Linked DNA regions of Mus musculus: regions 2 and 3 are each linked to region 1. Evidence: chromatin contacts called from public promoter capture Hi-C data. All regions are on one chromosome and are shown on one strand. The core of a region is the stretch at or near the end of the contact, and the rest is flanking DNA. Distances in the headings are between cores, read along the strand shown. Region 1 holds the start of Peak1 (pseudopodium-enriched atypical kinase 1). Region 2 holds the start of Parp6 (poly (ADP-ribose) polymerase family, member 6). Region 3 holds the start of Myo9a (myosin IXa).

The links. Promoter capture Hi-C pulls out the DNA fragments that hold promoters and counts their contacts.
Region 2: a promoter capture Hi-C map of erythroid cells shows a contact between it and region 1, with 17 times the contacts expected there. The contact joins the promoter of Parp6 here to the promoter of Peak1 in region 1. A contact is called at or near these places in 1 of 39 promoter capture datasets (erythroid cells) and 1 of 484 Hi-C or Micro-C datasets (B cells).
Region 3: a promoter capture Hi-C map of pre-B cells shows a contact between it and region 1, with 2.9 times the contacts expected there. The contact joins the promoter of Myo9a here to the promoter of Peak1 in region 1. A contact is called at or near these places in 2 of 39 promoter capture datasets (erythroid cells and pre-B cells).

Annotation. Positions count from the first base shown.
Region 1 is chr9:56,415,113-56,419,931 of GRCm38.p6, forward strand. It overlaps Peak1 (pseudopodium-enriched atypical kinase 1), which reads right to left and starts at 2,938. Exons shown (of 7, transcript NM_172924.3): 1 at 2,829-2,938. It overlaps Hmg20a (high mobility group 20A), which reads left to right and starts at 3,507. Exons shown (of 10, transcript NM_025812.3): 1 at 3,507-3,819.
Region 2 is chr9:59,615,553-59,620,306 of GRCm38.p6, forward strand. It overlaps Parp6 (poly (ADP-ribose) polymerase family, member 6), which reads left to right and starts at 1,732. Exons shown (of 24, transcript NM_001205239.1): 1 at 1,732-1,856; 2 at 2,916-3,155. Gm51709 (a long non-coding RNA gene) reads right to left here and starts at 1,572. Exons shown (of 3, transcript XR_003948337.1): 1 at 1,435-1,572.
Region 3 is chr9:59,748,435-59,753,412 of GRCm38.p6, forward strand. Myo9a (myosin IXa) reads left to right here and starts at 2,740. Exons shown (of 44, transcript NM_173018.2): 1 at 2,740-2,911. It overlaps Senp8 (SUMO/sentrin specific peptidase 8), which reads right to left and starts at 2,215. Exons shown (of 2, transcript NM_027838.3): 1 at 2,144-2,215.

The sequences.
Region 1 (4,819 bases), core at 1,688-4,187:
GTGCTCTCCTTCACAGGCACCTGCGCACACACCTGTCCTATATCACACCGTATTATAACCACCGGTTACCAGCTAGCTCTCCTCCTAAGGTATAAGCTGCTGACAAAAACTGCATCATTCTACACATATTCAGGTCCTAGCACCAGGCCTAACACTTTAGAAGACACTCAAATACTTGTCTTTTGTCAGACAAATGTGAACTTGGCCTGAAAGTTACAACAATATTTGAATTCTCCAAGGAAAACCCAGCTAGCAGGGAGGCAGCCTGTATCAGAAGTTCTAGACTGGGGCATAGGAATCACAGTAAAAGACAAATGAGAAAATAAAGTTCACATCCACACTTGCCTCTTACACTGAAAGAAAAAAAAAAAATGGGGATTAGCAAAAGTGATATGGAGCCTCAAACTCACACTTGGCAAGCCAGGGGCCACAATGTGGTTCCTAAATTGCTTTAACAACCCATCCAACAAAAGAGTAGGATTTGGCAGGTTACAACACAAACAGCTAGAGCCCAGCACCTGTTCCCCTTAAATAGCACATCATTACGGTTAAAAACAACAACAAATCTCTCTCCTGAAGCAAATGCTAATCTCATGATGCTTCACCATGGAGCAATTTAGAAGAGTTATTATATGAAATGTGCCAAAGCCTGAATTTATGGCTGATACTTCTTTGGCAAATATGGTTGGCACTGCTGGCTGTTAAAAGGCATGTATGCAAATAAGCAAATAAAAGTTTTTAAGCTCTCCGACTTAAATATTTACATTACCATAAATGTACAAAGATAAATGTTTATATGCATTCACATATAATGCATTTCAGGAACGTACTTTTTAATGTGACTGTCAGAAAACAGTTATGAAGTGGCATTATTTCTTTATGGGCCTCAGGACAGACTCTTAAAAATAAATTCTGACAGAATGTTAATGGGGTTTAAACACCACTGTGTAAGTTTTCTGCACTATTACTAAACAAAATGAATAAGCAATACCCTAACAACTCAATCAAGCTTATCTTTTCCTCTCACCAAAACACGCCTTACAACACTGGAAACTAGCCAAACATAAATGTCAGTCCCTAAAGAAAGGGTGGGAGAAAGGAGGACCACAAATCAAAAAGCTTTAAAGAAAATAATTTGCCATTTTCCCCCACATAACATAGTCATACTACTCTCTCCCAAATAGAGACACGATAAAATATTTTCTCTTCTTCCCCTCTGACAACTCTGGGGAGGGGATCTTTGTTTTTTCACATAGTTTGTGACCTGATCGTTGCCAAAACTCACTTGCAGTAGTATGAACTCTGCTTCCATTGTTAACTGTTAATCTCTGTGATAAGGCTATTAACTCCTAACTTGGAAGCCAAGAAAATGTACCTCACCTGCAATTATAGTTTACTGAAAAAGTCACCAAAGAAAGTGCCAGGCACTTTGGAAAGTAATTAGGGTAGTCAGTGAATTGAAAGATCTAAAATGCTCTGAGATTACAAAAGAAGCCATCATGAAGTGAGTATCCAAGATTGCTCATGGAAAGTTTTACCCTTGTGGATAATTCAAGTTTGGGCTTTCTGGGTTTTTTTTTTTTTTTCCTCTTTGCAGAGAGCAATATGTGTTCTCTTGACTACATACTTAATTTGCCAAGGTAGATAAAGGGAGGACAGTGTGGCTGAAAAAAAAAAAGAGAAAGAAAGAAAAGAAAGAGAAAGAAAGAAAAAGATCAAGTCAACAGATAGGCCACCAAACAGAATACTCAAAGCAATTCCGACTCAGGTGAAAAAGCAGTTCATGCACATCATCCAGTGGCTTAAAAATAGTCTTTTATGTAAGTCACCAAGTATTTAATTGAGAGTGTACTCTTACCACATTCAACAGAGGCAAAGAAAAATGTACTGGGTTTTCTATAGTAAGGCCAATAAAGATGAAATCATAGTTTTCCTCTAACTCATCTCTATCCTTCAACACCAGCCATCCAATAACTCCATTCCACAGCTCTGGTTCCTCAATTTGGGTCCTTAAAAACTGGACTGCAGACATGGGGCCTGGGGGAGGGGGACTGGAGGGCGGACTACTCTTTGATATTGCTCTCAGCAGTCCTTAATGAAGTCCAAGAACAAAATCAAGCTCTCCAACAAATGGAGCATAAGATGGGGGATAACGAGAAGGGGACCCAATTCAGATGGGTAGTCCTCTTCGAAGGAGGAAAGGAAATTGGCAAGAACCCATAAGCCAAAGGGCAAAGAAAAACAAATGTCTAACCCAGCCTCTCAAAATCCCAAACCCCTAAGCAACCTAGGAAGCCTGCGCACATTAGGGGCTCCCTGGCCAGAGCGTAAAGTGAGCAGGCACAGAGCCACCGGTTCCGTCCTGACTGCTGAGGCAAGGCTGAGCCTGATCCTCCAAAGTCTGGGAGTGAGGCGACCATACAGACTAGGCAGAAGCCCTTCTTGCCCCAGCCTCCACATCTCCAGCTCCTCTAAGGCTTCACTTTCCCCTGGAGCCTCGCAGCCCAGCCCCGGGAAGTCCCTAGCCGCCAGGTTCCAACTTTCCCTCCTCTGGGGGGCGCCGCGCTCCCGGGACCATCGCAGCCAGGGTAACGAGGCCTGGGCCGGTGGGGGGCATGAGAGGGCTCGCGGCGCCCGCGGGGCGCGTGGGTGGCCGGGGCACTGCAGCCCGCGCCCCGCAGGACGCACGGGCTGCCGAGCCCCTGCGGCGCCACCCAGTCCCGATCCCCCCTAGGTCCGCGTCCTCACCTCTCGGCGACCCTGGCCCCATAAGCCAGCGCGTGTGGGAAAGGGACCGGAGGGTACGTGGGCAACCCTGCCCCCGTTACCTGAGGGGAGCACAAGCCGTTGCGATATTCAGCATTGCCTCCTGTCCCGTCCCCTTTCTGGTGATCGCGGCCGCCTCCACCGAGCAACTGACACAACTAACTAACTACTCGCGGCCGCGGAGTCCACAGCGCGCTCCCGGCCGCTCTCCGTCCGCCCAGCCCACCAGTCCGCTCGCTCCTCCCAACCCTGCACGCCGCCCCGCCGCGCGCACCCTTGCCGCTTCACTTCTTCAGACCGCGCGCGCTCGCCCGCGCGTGCCCGCACCAAACCTCGGCGGTCTCCGAGCTCTACTCTCAGCCCCATGGGAGGAGTTGACAAGAGGCCACGCCTCCCTGAGTGCCAATATCCGGAGAACACGAGCTAGAGAAAGTCTGATTGGCTGAGGGGTGGAGCCAAAGCCAGGGGGCGGGGCGGCAGGGACCTTGAGTCCATGTGACGGGGAATTTGGGTTCAATTAAACGCCAGTGGAAAGAAACAGCGCAGATTTGGATTTTTTTCGGGGCCGAATCACCTTAAGTCAGCCATTCGTCTAGTACAGAATAACTATCCTCTAAGAGTCCAGTATACAGTAATTAAAATTTAAGTCCCACTATTTTTTGAGAGCCTTAGCAATGAAAATGAAAACTACATTTCCCAAGAACCTTCGCGAAAGTGTGTCTCACCTTGCGTGGTCACGTAGTCCTTCGCCGCATTGGGCAAAATAATCCCTTCATTTCTCTGAAAGTATCGGGTATAACATTTCACGTCTCTCCTCAACGGAACAATTCTCAGTATTACCACGTTAAAAGAAGTTACCTATCTGGAGGTGACTAAGTGATTAGGTAAAGAGTAAGAAAAGACACCAAAATAAAGTACTGCGGAGGAATTTCTGTCAAGCTGTGAGACGACGGAGTGAAGAGTGAAGGCGATTGCGAGGGGCTGAGGGAATTGTCCTCTGTGCAAGGGACTTTCATTAGTCCCCAGGCCCCTGCCTGCTCCTGCCGTCAGCAGGTTAGTAAGCAAGACGAGCATGGGGGTGGCAACAGTCGAGATGTCCTTCCCCCTTTGAAGATCATCCTTCTTTTGCTGCTGCTGTTATTGGTTTGTCTTGGTTTAAGGCCCACTGAATGGGGGCGCCTCACTTCCGGTTGGGGGAAGGGAGACATGCTGTCATAGGGGAGGGGGAACTGTAACTCACTTCCTGTGGGGGTAGGATGATGTTTGGGGGGTGTCCAAGCCACTTCCCGTGTTGATGAGAGCCAGAAAAGGTGTTGGTTTGTGCCATTCTCAGAGAGAGTTCCTACAGCCTTGGGGTTGTATTTTCACGTCACAAGTTCGGTTATTTCCCCAAATTATGATAATCACCAGGCCACGATCAGAATTTATGTATTTTGTTTCTGTGTGTAAATTGGAAAATCTCTCCCCAGCAAGATTGTCTTAATGCTGTCTCCAAAGAATTTTAAACACCTTGTTAAAATTCTCTGCAAGATTACATACTTTGTTATGTGACTTGTGAATTGCCCACCCTTGCACCCAAGTCAAGCTTGTCCTTAACTGAGTGAAGTAGTGTAGGCTCTACCTAGACACGGAACAGGAGCTCCTTAGCCGCTCTTTTAAGGAGGTAGTTTATAAGTTAGAGTACCGAATAGTTCACACAAATTACAGGGCATTTTCATGTTTGCAGAGGGAGAGAGTGTCATGCTGCAGTACTCCGATTTGATGTTACCGTAATAAAGGGCACTAATGTGTTACATACTTAGAACTGTTCCTTTAGGACTTAAGGATTCACCTCATGCTGGAGAAGACATCATCCACTTTAGTGTTGTTTTCATGTAGCTTTCTTGGGATGTTTATGAAAGATGCATTTTATGGTGTCTCCCCGTTTGTAATTTGAGTTTGTTACTGATTGAAAAATGAGGTCTATTTATGGTTTTAAAACCTGGCCAAAGGATGGCAAGTTCAGTGACGTACTGAGTGAGAGGAAAATGTCTCGGGAAGAACTAAAGATGAG
Region 2 (4,754 bases), core at 482-2,981, 3.2 Mb after region 1:
TATGTTGAACACATTTCCACAGTGCATGCTCTCAGAAGACTATGTGACCCTAAGTCCAGTTCTGAACTACTGTGAACTATTGCACTCTGAGACTGGAGTATATCCCTCAGTTTTCTTCAGTTATTACAATGTAACAAAACACCAAAATCTGTTAGCAGTCAGCGGCCTGGGGATCCTTGGCTCGATCCAGTTGAGACTCATGAGTAAGCAAGGAGAGAAACTAGAACCCAGGGGGCAAGCACAACGGCTCAAGCCAAGAATGCAATAATTTAATTTTCTCTTCTTTCCTTCCTTCTTTTTTTTTGAGACTGTTTCTTTGTGTAGCTTTGAGTGTCCTAGAACTAGTGCTGTAGACCAGACTAGCATCTCAGAGATCTGCCTCTGCCTTTAAAGTGCTGGGATTAAAGGCATGCACCACTACCGTCCCACACTTTTTTTTTTTTAAGGGTTTTTTTTATTTTTAATGTATGAGTATCTGCATGTACACCTGCATGCCAGAAGAGGGCCCAAGATTTCACTATAGATGGTTCTGAGCAACCATGTGGTTGCTGGGAATTGAACTCAGAACCTCTGGAAGAGCAGCCAGTGCTCTTAACCCCTGAGTCATCTCTCCAGCCCCACTTTTTTTTTTTAAGATTAATTTTACATATGCATGTTTGTGTTTTCCTGCATATATGTGCGTGCAACGCATTGGTTCCTAGTGCCTGTGATGGCCAGAGAGGGTAGTAGATCTCCTGAAACTGGAGTTTCAAATTATTGTGAACTGACTCGTAGGTGCTGGGAACCCAACCCAGGCCTTTGACAAGTGCAGCCACTGATCTTGGCTGCTGAGCTTTCTCTTCCATCCCAACTAAAATGTTTCATTTAGTTAATTTCTGAGATGGTTTCATATATCCCAGGCTGGCCTTGAATTGGCTATGTAGCTTAAGACTTCTATGGGGGCACACGCCTTTAATCCCAGCACTTGGGAGGCATAGGCAGGTGGATTTCTGAGTTGGAGGCCATCCTGGTCTACAGAGTGAATTCCAGGACAGCCAGGGCTATACAGAGAAACCCTGTCTCGAAAAACAAAACAAAACAAACAAAAACAAAAACAAAAAAACCACAAAAAACAAAAAGACTTCTAACTTGATTTTTGTGCTTCAACTTTCTGAATGCTGAGATAACATTATACAGACTACAGGCACGACACGGGATTTACACACCTGTGCATAAACTAAGGGTTTGTGGTTGCTAGGCAAACACTCTTCCAAGTGAGCTATGTCCCCAGTCCCCTGTGTGATGAGAAAGCCTGGGTGCGGTCGGTACACCGAAGCAAATGAACATGGGAGCAAGTCAGATTTCAGAATTTTAACTTTTGATTCCTATTTTTGTCTGGCTTCAAGCTGCACCAAAGGGGCACCTCAGTATCTCTATATAGGCAATCTAGATTACCTTCTTCTGCAACCCTCCTAACCACACGAGGCGACAAAGAAAAACATTATATTTCGGCATGTCCGGAGAACCTCTTTCTCAAGCTCCCTCCGGGCCCCAAAGCGCAAGCGCCACTCTCTCGCTTCCTCACGCCTTCAACTCTGGATCACTGCGCACGCGCGCCCTGGCTAGCACCCTGGGGTGGGGACACGCCCAGGTACAGCACGCACCGCGGTTGGTCGGAAGAGGACACCTGATCGCGGTGTCTTCGCCTGAGCATGCGCAGAGCGCCCCGGCGTGCCCGAGACCGCACGCTGAGGCGTGTGGTGCGCGACCTCACCCGCCCGCCTCGGTCCCCGCCCCTTGGCCTGCCGCTCCGCCCCCGCGGGGCGTCCCGGGCCGCTCGTCCCCTCCGCGGCGGCCGCGCGCGGCCCGGGGTCGCCGTGAGTACTCTCTAGGCTGGCGTGTGGGGAGGCTGGAGTGGGGATGGGGCGGGGCGGTCGGGCTGCTGGCAAGGTCCGCCCTGCCTGAGGGACCAAGTAAGGGATGCTGACAGGCTTCGCTCGGCTGGGCGGCTGGCGGCGGCGAGCCGCAGACGGGTCCTTAACGGGGAAGGCCGGAGCTGAGGGCTTTGGGGGACACCTGGAGAAGAGGCCTCAGGCCCTGCCCTGCATGCGCAGGTGTCCTCGCGAGCGTCTTGGTCTTCTCCCTCCGCCCGGGCTAGGGTTAGCGCTGGCCCGCGGGTCTCGCCCCTCCGCACCCTCCTTCGCCCTTTGTTTAGTAGCCTAGTCCTTTTGACACTTCCGTTGGAGTGGAGTTTTCTTCTCCTAGCACACTGAGCTGGAAGTCAAGCCCAGAATGTAGACGTTGAGATCAGAGGCGTCTCTTGACTAGGTATACGTTAAATGGTCACTCTGAAAAGTGCCAATGGACGTAGAGAAAAAGACCTTTGTGGGTCGTCCGAAGGCTTATTTACCGTTGGCACGATCTCATAGAAATAGACCAAGCGTGTTAATGCGAGCTGCCATCCCCCAGAATAAACACTGAGCCTAACAGCACACTTCTCTGGGCACTCTTAATAGTCTCTATTTGATCTAGCTCCTCTTGAAAGGTTCCAGATCTGCCCCCCACCCCCACCCCGAACTAGTTATTACATGAAAAAATGGATAGATTTGGCCCTATCAAACGTTCAAGTTACTTATGCAAGTTTTGTGACCTCCCTAGGTTGGAGTATTAAATATGTAACATGAAAACTTTGAACTAGGTCATCTCTCAGCCCCCTCTTTTTTTTTTTTTTTCTTTTTTAATGAATTCCGTGCTCCACCATCTGCCTTTTCCCACTCTCCAGCTTTTAAATCTACTCTCCATTCCTGAGAGAAGGCCATGGAGTGTTGAGGATTCAAGTCTTTTTTTACTAAAACAGTCTGGTTGGAGAAGCTGGTCATTTCATAACTGTCTTTTCCTTAGAAAAACTGATTTTTTTTACCCCCTCCTTTTAATAGCATCAGAAACCAAGCAGCAAACCCTGAGGAGATGCTCAGTTTTCCTTGACTTCTACAGTGAAAGACCTTGAGAAAGTTGGCACTTCTAGCCTAAGCTGCCCTCATTCTACTGCTCACCCCAAGACAACCCAGGCTGGACTGTAGTGCTTCCCTCTTCGTCCAGAGCAGCATTTGACTGTTTTCAATCTAAAAGAACCCTGGTCCCAAACTTCATAATTGGCACCTCAGCTGCTCTTGAAGGTGAATGAAGTCTTGATTTTTAAAAAGCATTTTGTGTGATTTTTGTCAGTTTAGTAGCAGCATTTAAGTTCTTATACTTACCTCCTATTTGGCCTAGGTACATAGCTGAGGGCTCATTCACTAATTCAGTAAATGTGTTATAGAGGCTGAGAATGGTGAAAACAGTAAAATCTTTGCTTATAGAGCTACAGTCAGGAGTGAGAGAGATGGCTCAGCAGTTAGGACCACTGGACTGCTCTACCAGAGGTCCTGAGTTCAGTTCCCAGCAACCACATGGTGGCTCACAACCACCTGTAATGGGATCTGATGCCCACTTCTGGTGTGCCTGAAGACAAAGTACTCATATACAGAGAGAGCTTACAGTCTGGTGAGAGATAAATGTAAGAGTGGTCAGAGCTGTGGTGAAGAAAACAATGTGGAGGGGGATCGAGAATGCTAGTGTGGGTATTTTATATGGGCAGTCAAGGTGACCTTTGGCCAGAGTGTGGATATCTAAAAAGGAATCCTAAAGGGGAGAACAGTAGAGACAAGATGTGTAGTGGGACTATTCTTACTGTGTTTGAAGAACAGCAGAGAGCACAGAGACAAAGGGAAAGCATTTGATTTTATAAATGTAGAAAATTTCAACTATGTACCCAAAAGTAGGGCATATAGGAAACCCTTGTGTACATTAGCTTCATCAGTTTCCATTTTTTGTTGCTGTTGTTTGTTTTGTGAAATGTAGCTCTTGGCTCTCCTGAGACTCAGTATGTAGTCTGCACTGGTGGAGAACACAGAGAGAACCTTTTGCCTCTGCCTTTAAAAATTCTGGGTTTTGTTTTTGTTTTTGTTTTTGTTTTTTGAGACAAGATTTCTCTTTCTAGTCCTGGCTGTCCTGGAGCTCATTCTGTGGCCCAAACTTGCCTTGAATTCACCGAATCTGCCTGCCTCTGCTGGGATTAAAAGTGGGCACCACCATCCCCCTGCAGAGTGCTGGAATTAAAGACACATCCCACCATGCTTGGTTTACAGTTATCAGCATTTTGCCAAATTTATTTCTTCTCTTTTCCCACTTATTTTATTTGGAACTGGGGTAATATTTAATTTTTTTTAATTGAAAATAAAATTCTGGTTGACCTACAATGAGTTTTTTCATACATATAATTGGACCTTATTTATAACCCCCCCCGAATATTTTTAAAGCAATTATCAGATATGAGGTTATCTCATCTCTAAGGGTGTTAGTTGTAATTGATTTTTGCATGTTGTTTTTTTGATCAGTCAGATAGTACTGCCAGCTTAAAAACTGCTATTCGGAATTTGCTTTTGTGTGTGCCTTATGGTCACATTCTGGACCAATTACTAGGTCTACCTATGGGAGAACAGACTTCAGACCCTTGGAAAATGTAATGACTTAAGAGGAATAGTTCTCAGGTTTTATCATGCAGCATGATAACTTTAAGGCTTGTTAGAATATCACTGAGTTCCAGCTATGGTTTTTCTACTTCACTAAATCTCAGGGGGTGAGGGTTAAGAATTGGCATTTTAACAAATTCCCAGTTGACACTGATGCTGTGGGCACACTATTCTACTTAGAACTACTGATGTAAAAAACTAAGG
Region 3 (4,978 bases), core at 1,490-3,989, 3.3 Mb after region 1:
TTAGATACTTTAAGTCCTGTAACATGGATTTCAAGGTTCTTCATAATATATTCACATTTTATCATCTTCATCTTTCTCCCAGCCCTACTCTTCCTTCATACAATGCTCTAGCCTTATCGGACAACACTCTTATCAGGAGGCAGACAGACAGGTTTCCTTTGATTAACCCTAGTTAACATACAGCAGCTATGCTTTCTTGGGCTTTACCTCATACAACTTTTTCTGTCAAGTGAATTTTTTGTTTAAAAGCCTGTATTCCCCAATACTGTGGGACTGTAAGAAGGCTGCGTTTTAAATATCTTTATATCTTGTTCTTAAATTAGTAAATGAGAAAGACACTTTGAATTGTCAAGGCTGAGTGTACAGGAATGTCTAGGGCGAGTGGATGTTGGGCTTAGAATCCCATAATTGGCTCATCTCTGTTTTGGGGGAGGGGCTAAAAATGTAGATGGTTTTTAAGCTTTGAGCCTGGACATATAGCTTATACAACCGGGTTACCAGGAAGAGGAAGGGTCCATAACTGAGGTGATCTGATTAGGATTGGAGATGGGAAGCAGAAGTGGTAGCCGATGCAAAGAGGATCCGAAAGCTTACGGCCGCCTTGGCTACCAAGCAATTCAGTGAGTCCCTATTGCAAAAACCCAAAGCAAGAGCAAAAACTGAGAGAAGCTGGGGATAGGGCTCAGTTGAGGAGCACGGCCTAGCACTAGCTGCAAACTTCCCGCCTACATGCCCTCCCCGCCTCCCACGCACACGGAACCGTCCTGACTGGAAAGGCAGGAGTGGCTTCCCTTCTCTCAGTTCCCAGAGCAGTCATTTAATTCTTTCAGTCTTCTGCTAAAGCTTCTCATCTTATCTTCAATTCTTTCTCGTCAAAGGATTCCTGCTTTTAAGGTTTGGAAATCAACTCCCTCAGCTTCTTGTCTATTCACACCACTCATCGCTCCTGTGTAGCTTGCTGGACTCTACCCTTAACATTAGTCATCTAGTGAGCTATAGTTTGTTGGAGGGGTATTAGTTTTACTTAAAAAAAGAAAAAAAAAAAAGCATCCTAGGTGATTCTAATGGACGGACAAGCTCGTGTTCTCCTGCTGTTTTTCTCTTCTCTACCCCTCCTCACCCTTAGTCATTCACTTTCAGGTTCCATGGCTCACCCTTCACTCACCCATCACGCCCCGACCTCCCCAAGTCAGGACTGACCCAGAGCCCAGAATCTAGTGCTTGTTCTACTCACTGAGCTAAACTTCACTTTATTCTTTGAGGCAAGGTTTCACTATGTATCCCCTGCTAGCCTGAAACTCGGCGTGTACTACCATATCTGCTTTTTTTTTTTTTTTTTTTTTTTTTTTTAAAATTGGCTCAGACTGGCTTCCCACTTGGAGATCTAGCTGCCTTATTCTTTCAGGAGCTAACAGGCCAGCCATCCCAGGCAATCAGCCATCTTCAAAAACAGCCTTTGCACCTGCATCTGATTATTTCTTGCACTTGTTATAGTTAAGTTTCCCCCGCCTTGTGATCAAGATTGGCCTTAAATTCACTCGCCACATAGTCTAGTTGTTTCAAATGGAAGTCTACCTGCGCGGTTTTTACTAGGTATATGCCAATCCTCTTGCTTTTTACTCTTAGGTTGTTTGTCACATGCCTTTGTACTAGCCTTTCTCTACTCCCATTTTCTTTCTGGCCAGTTTCGGTCCACCAAGGTTTTAACACGAGTTCTCCACAGGCCTGAAAGTCATTTGGGAAAAGTCCTCTTCTGCAATCAAGGACCCCCCCCCCCCCACTCCCCCGTTTGTGTTCAGCTCATCCCGTGTTATTTTACTGTGTTACCATTGCGGATTCTTTGTTTCCTACATCACAGCACTTCAAAAGAGCGGATATTTTTTCATTTTCTTCTAATATTCTGGATTTTACAGCATAGAAACAACTCAGTGAAAAGTCTGTGGAATGAATGGAAAGAAATACTTGGCCACGGGGGCGGGAACAAGTGGGGGGAGGGGCGTGCGTGTGTGGAAAAGGGGCGGCGCTGAGAATCCAGCTGCAGAATGAGGAAGGGGCTCGGACACACTAGAGTCTGCGTGGAGCGCAAAGCGATCCACTGCTTCCAAAAACTGAGACAAACCTAAGTAGGGAGGAGGCGTCTTACCTATTCCTCAGGCCTCACCAACCCAACCAGCCTTCAGGGAGCTCTGTACTGGCCGGAAAGTGAGACTTAAGGTCGTAATCCCAGAGTTTGCCTTTCCAACCTTACGACGTTTTTATGTAGTAATCGAGAATCTAACACGGAGGTCTCAGCCCTGCCGTAAAGTGAAGAAGGAATGGGGAGGCGGGGCCATTCGGAGGGTGGAAAATAGGCGTGTCCGCGCAAGCGCAGGCAGCCCGCTCCAGCAGCGTCACGTGCGGAGGCGGGGCCGGGCGGGGCTGTCCGGGGCTTGGCAGCAGGGGGCGTGGGAGGTAAGTGCGCGCGCGCCTGCTCGGCTGCTGCTGGAGAGCCGCGCGGGGCGGGGCCGCGTGAGCGGGGTCGGGGGCGCGCAGGCCTGAGAGGACTGGGGACGCAGAGGCAGTTGGCGGTGGCCGTCGGAAAGTCCTGGCAGGACGGGGAGGGACTGCGGCGGAGATACCGGTCCCCGGGCAAAAGCAGGGACCGCGGTTTAGCTTCCAACGCGTGCTCTCTGGGCGGGGTGCGGCGGGGGATGTGCCTGCCCAGTCCGGGCGGAGTCTCTCTGACAGGGCGGGGGATGCGCGGCCGCCGCTCTCTCGGACCCTGAGGCGACTGGGCCCACCCTCGCGGAACCCTCCTACCCCCCGGCGGCCTCGGCCTCTGCTTTCTCCTTCTGACCCTGGAAACCGAGCTGGGGAAGCGGCTACCGCCGAAGAGGAAGGGGCTGTGGTGGCCACCGCGGCGCAGCCAGAGGTAAGACCCGCCCCAGCACCCAGCGGCCCTGCCGCCTGGCCTGGCCCGGCCCACGTCTCCCGCTCGGCTCTTTGGCTCCCGGAGGGCTGCCCCGCCCCGCCCCGGCGGAGACGCCCCGCCAGCAGCTCTGCCCCTAAAGCCTAGCAATCGCCGGAGTACCGCCGGGATTCCACCCCCAGACTCGACTCTCCCGTACCTTTCATTGACCAGACACCATTCTGTCCACCAGTAGCCGCGGCGCTTCTGTCACTGGCCCCCTTCCACCTCCTGCTAGAACCTCTTTAGACCCTCTTTAGGACTCTGACTGGAACCTCTAGACACCGTTATGTCGGAGCGGATCCTTGTCTGGGAACCAAGGCCACTACTGCTTCCTAATGCATTGCTACGTCCCAGATCTTTGGGTATCCTACGAGTCATCGCTACCCGAGCTTTCATAGGGACCCTCACGCAGCTTACTTCCAGTCAGGTTTGCTAGGTTTTCCCCCTACCCATACGAGCTTTCAGATAGCCCAATGTCATGATGCTCTTACCTAGTAGGTCTCCGGTTAGCCCTTCAAATCACCATCAGAGTGCTGGATCGCCCCCTCACACCCCCCCCCCCCCCGCCCTGGTGTAGTTTCTCTAGAAGACCTCTTAAGCAAACCTTGTTACCTGATTTCTAACCAATCGGGATCTTTGGTTGAAAAGAAGTTTCCAGGAAAACTCGAAGGGGTTATTTACATAGTCCAGTATATTCACTCCATTGGATTTTAAGGAGTCAGACTGAGACCCATGTTTGGAGCCTCAGGGACTGGTTGCTGAAAGGGAAAGAGAGCAAAGAGTGTGAAAGCCCAGGCAGGGAGGGTATGTGTGCTGTTACAAGGGCAAGCTGCTTGCTCCTCATCTTGTCTCTTCAGTAGAAGGAAAGAACCAGTCTATATCTTGTCACTTCTGGGCTTCTGTAAGGATTAAGTTGCATTACACCAATGAAGATAAGTAACTCTTCATATATTTGTCTCAGCACTGTAGATTTGTACAGATACACAGGTTTTTAACTAGAGGAGTTTTGGATTTACTGTTTTTGAACTTGTTAGAAAAACAGCATTTATAGCTGTTCTTAATCCCTGAAGGCTAATGTTTTTAGTATTTTTTTACCACCCAGTCTTCTCCAAGGACCAAGTATAAGTGTCATTCAGAATTGAAGTTATTATTAACAGCTTTCTTAGTAGTAGTAAAATATTGAATAAAATGTTTGTTGAAATTATACTCCTGAGATGTCAAGAGGGAAGCGTAATGTTAAGTGTTAAGTGTATAATTTTAATGTTTATGTAAGGGTGGGGGATATTTTTGTAGTTAGTACTTACGGTTTTTTTTTCCTTTCATTTTTTTGTGTCTGTGTGTAATACAGGGAGAAAAACCAATTTACATTATGGGTATTAATGAGACACAGTTTAGAAGTCAAAACCATCAGAATAGTGTAGTAAAAAGTTTCTCTTTCTCCAATCTCCAATTGTTCATTTTCTATTTTTCAGCTTCTGTAATTGGTATGATGTGATATTTCCAGCGTTTATAAGCTTATATCTGTATTTTAAAGACACACAAACTATACACAAATTATTCCATTTTCACATACTACTGCTGAGTCCTAGAGATCATTCAGCAATAGTGTTCACGGAAGAGCCACATTTACTGGTTGGGTAGTATTCCATTTTGATGGACTTGGATTTATTTTTAGTCCTTTTTCTAAAAATTACTGCAAGCTTTTATTCTAAATGTACCAGGTATTATATGTATAAATGATTTTCATGGTTTGAAAAAATTCTGATAATTATTTTTGTATTGAACCTATAAAAAGAAGTGTATCTGAAGTAAACTTCTCATGGACTCTCTTGAGCTACAACTCAAGACTACTTTTAATGGTAATTATATTTATCAGATCAATTATTAAAGGATTTGAAGTGAGGGACCAAAATGTTCAGATGAGCATTTTTAAAAGTCACTTTAGAGCAGATTAAAAGTAGAATAAAGTTAAAGCCAGAAATATATTAGAAGGGTGATACCATAGTTCTGAATTTGGATATTGGTAGT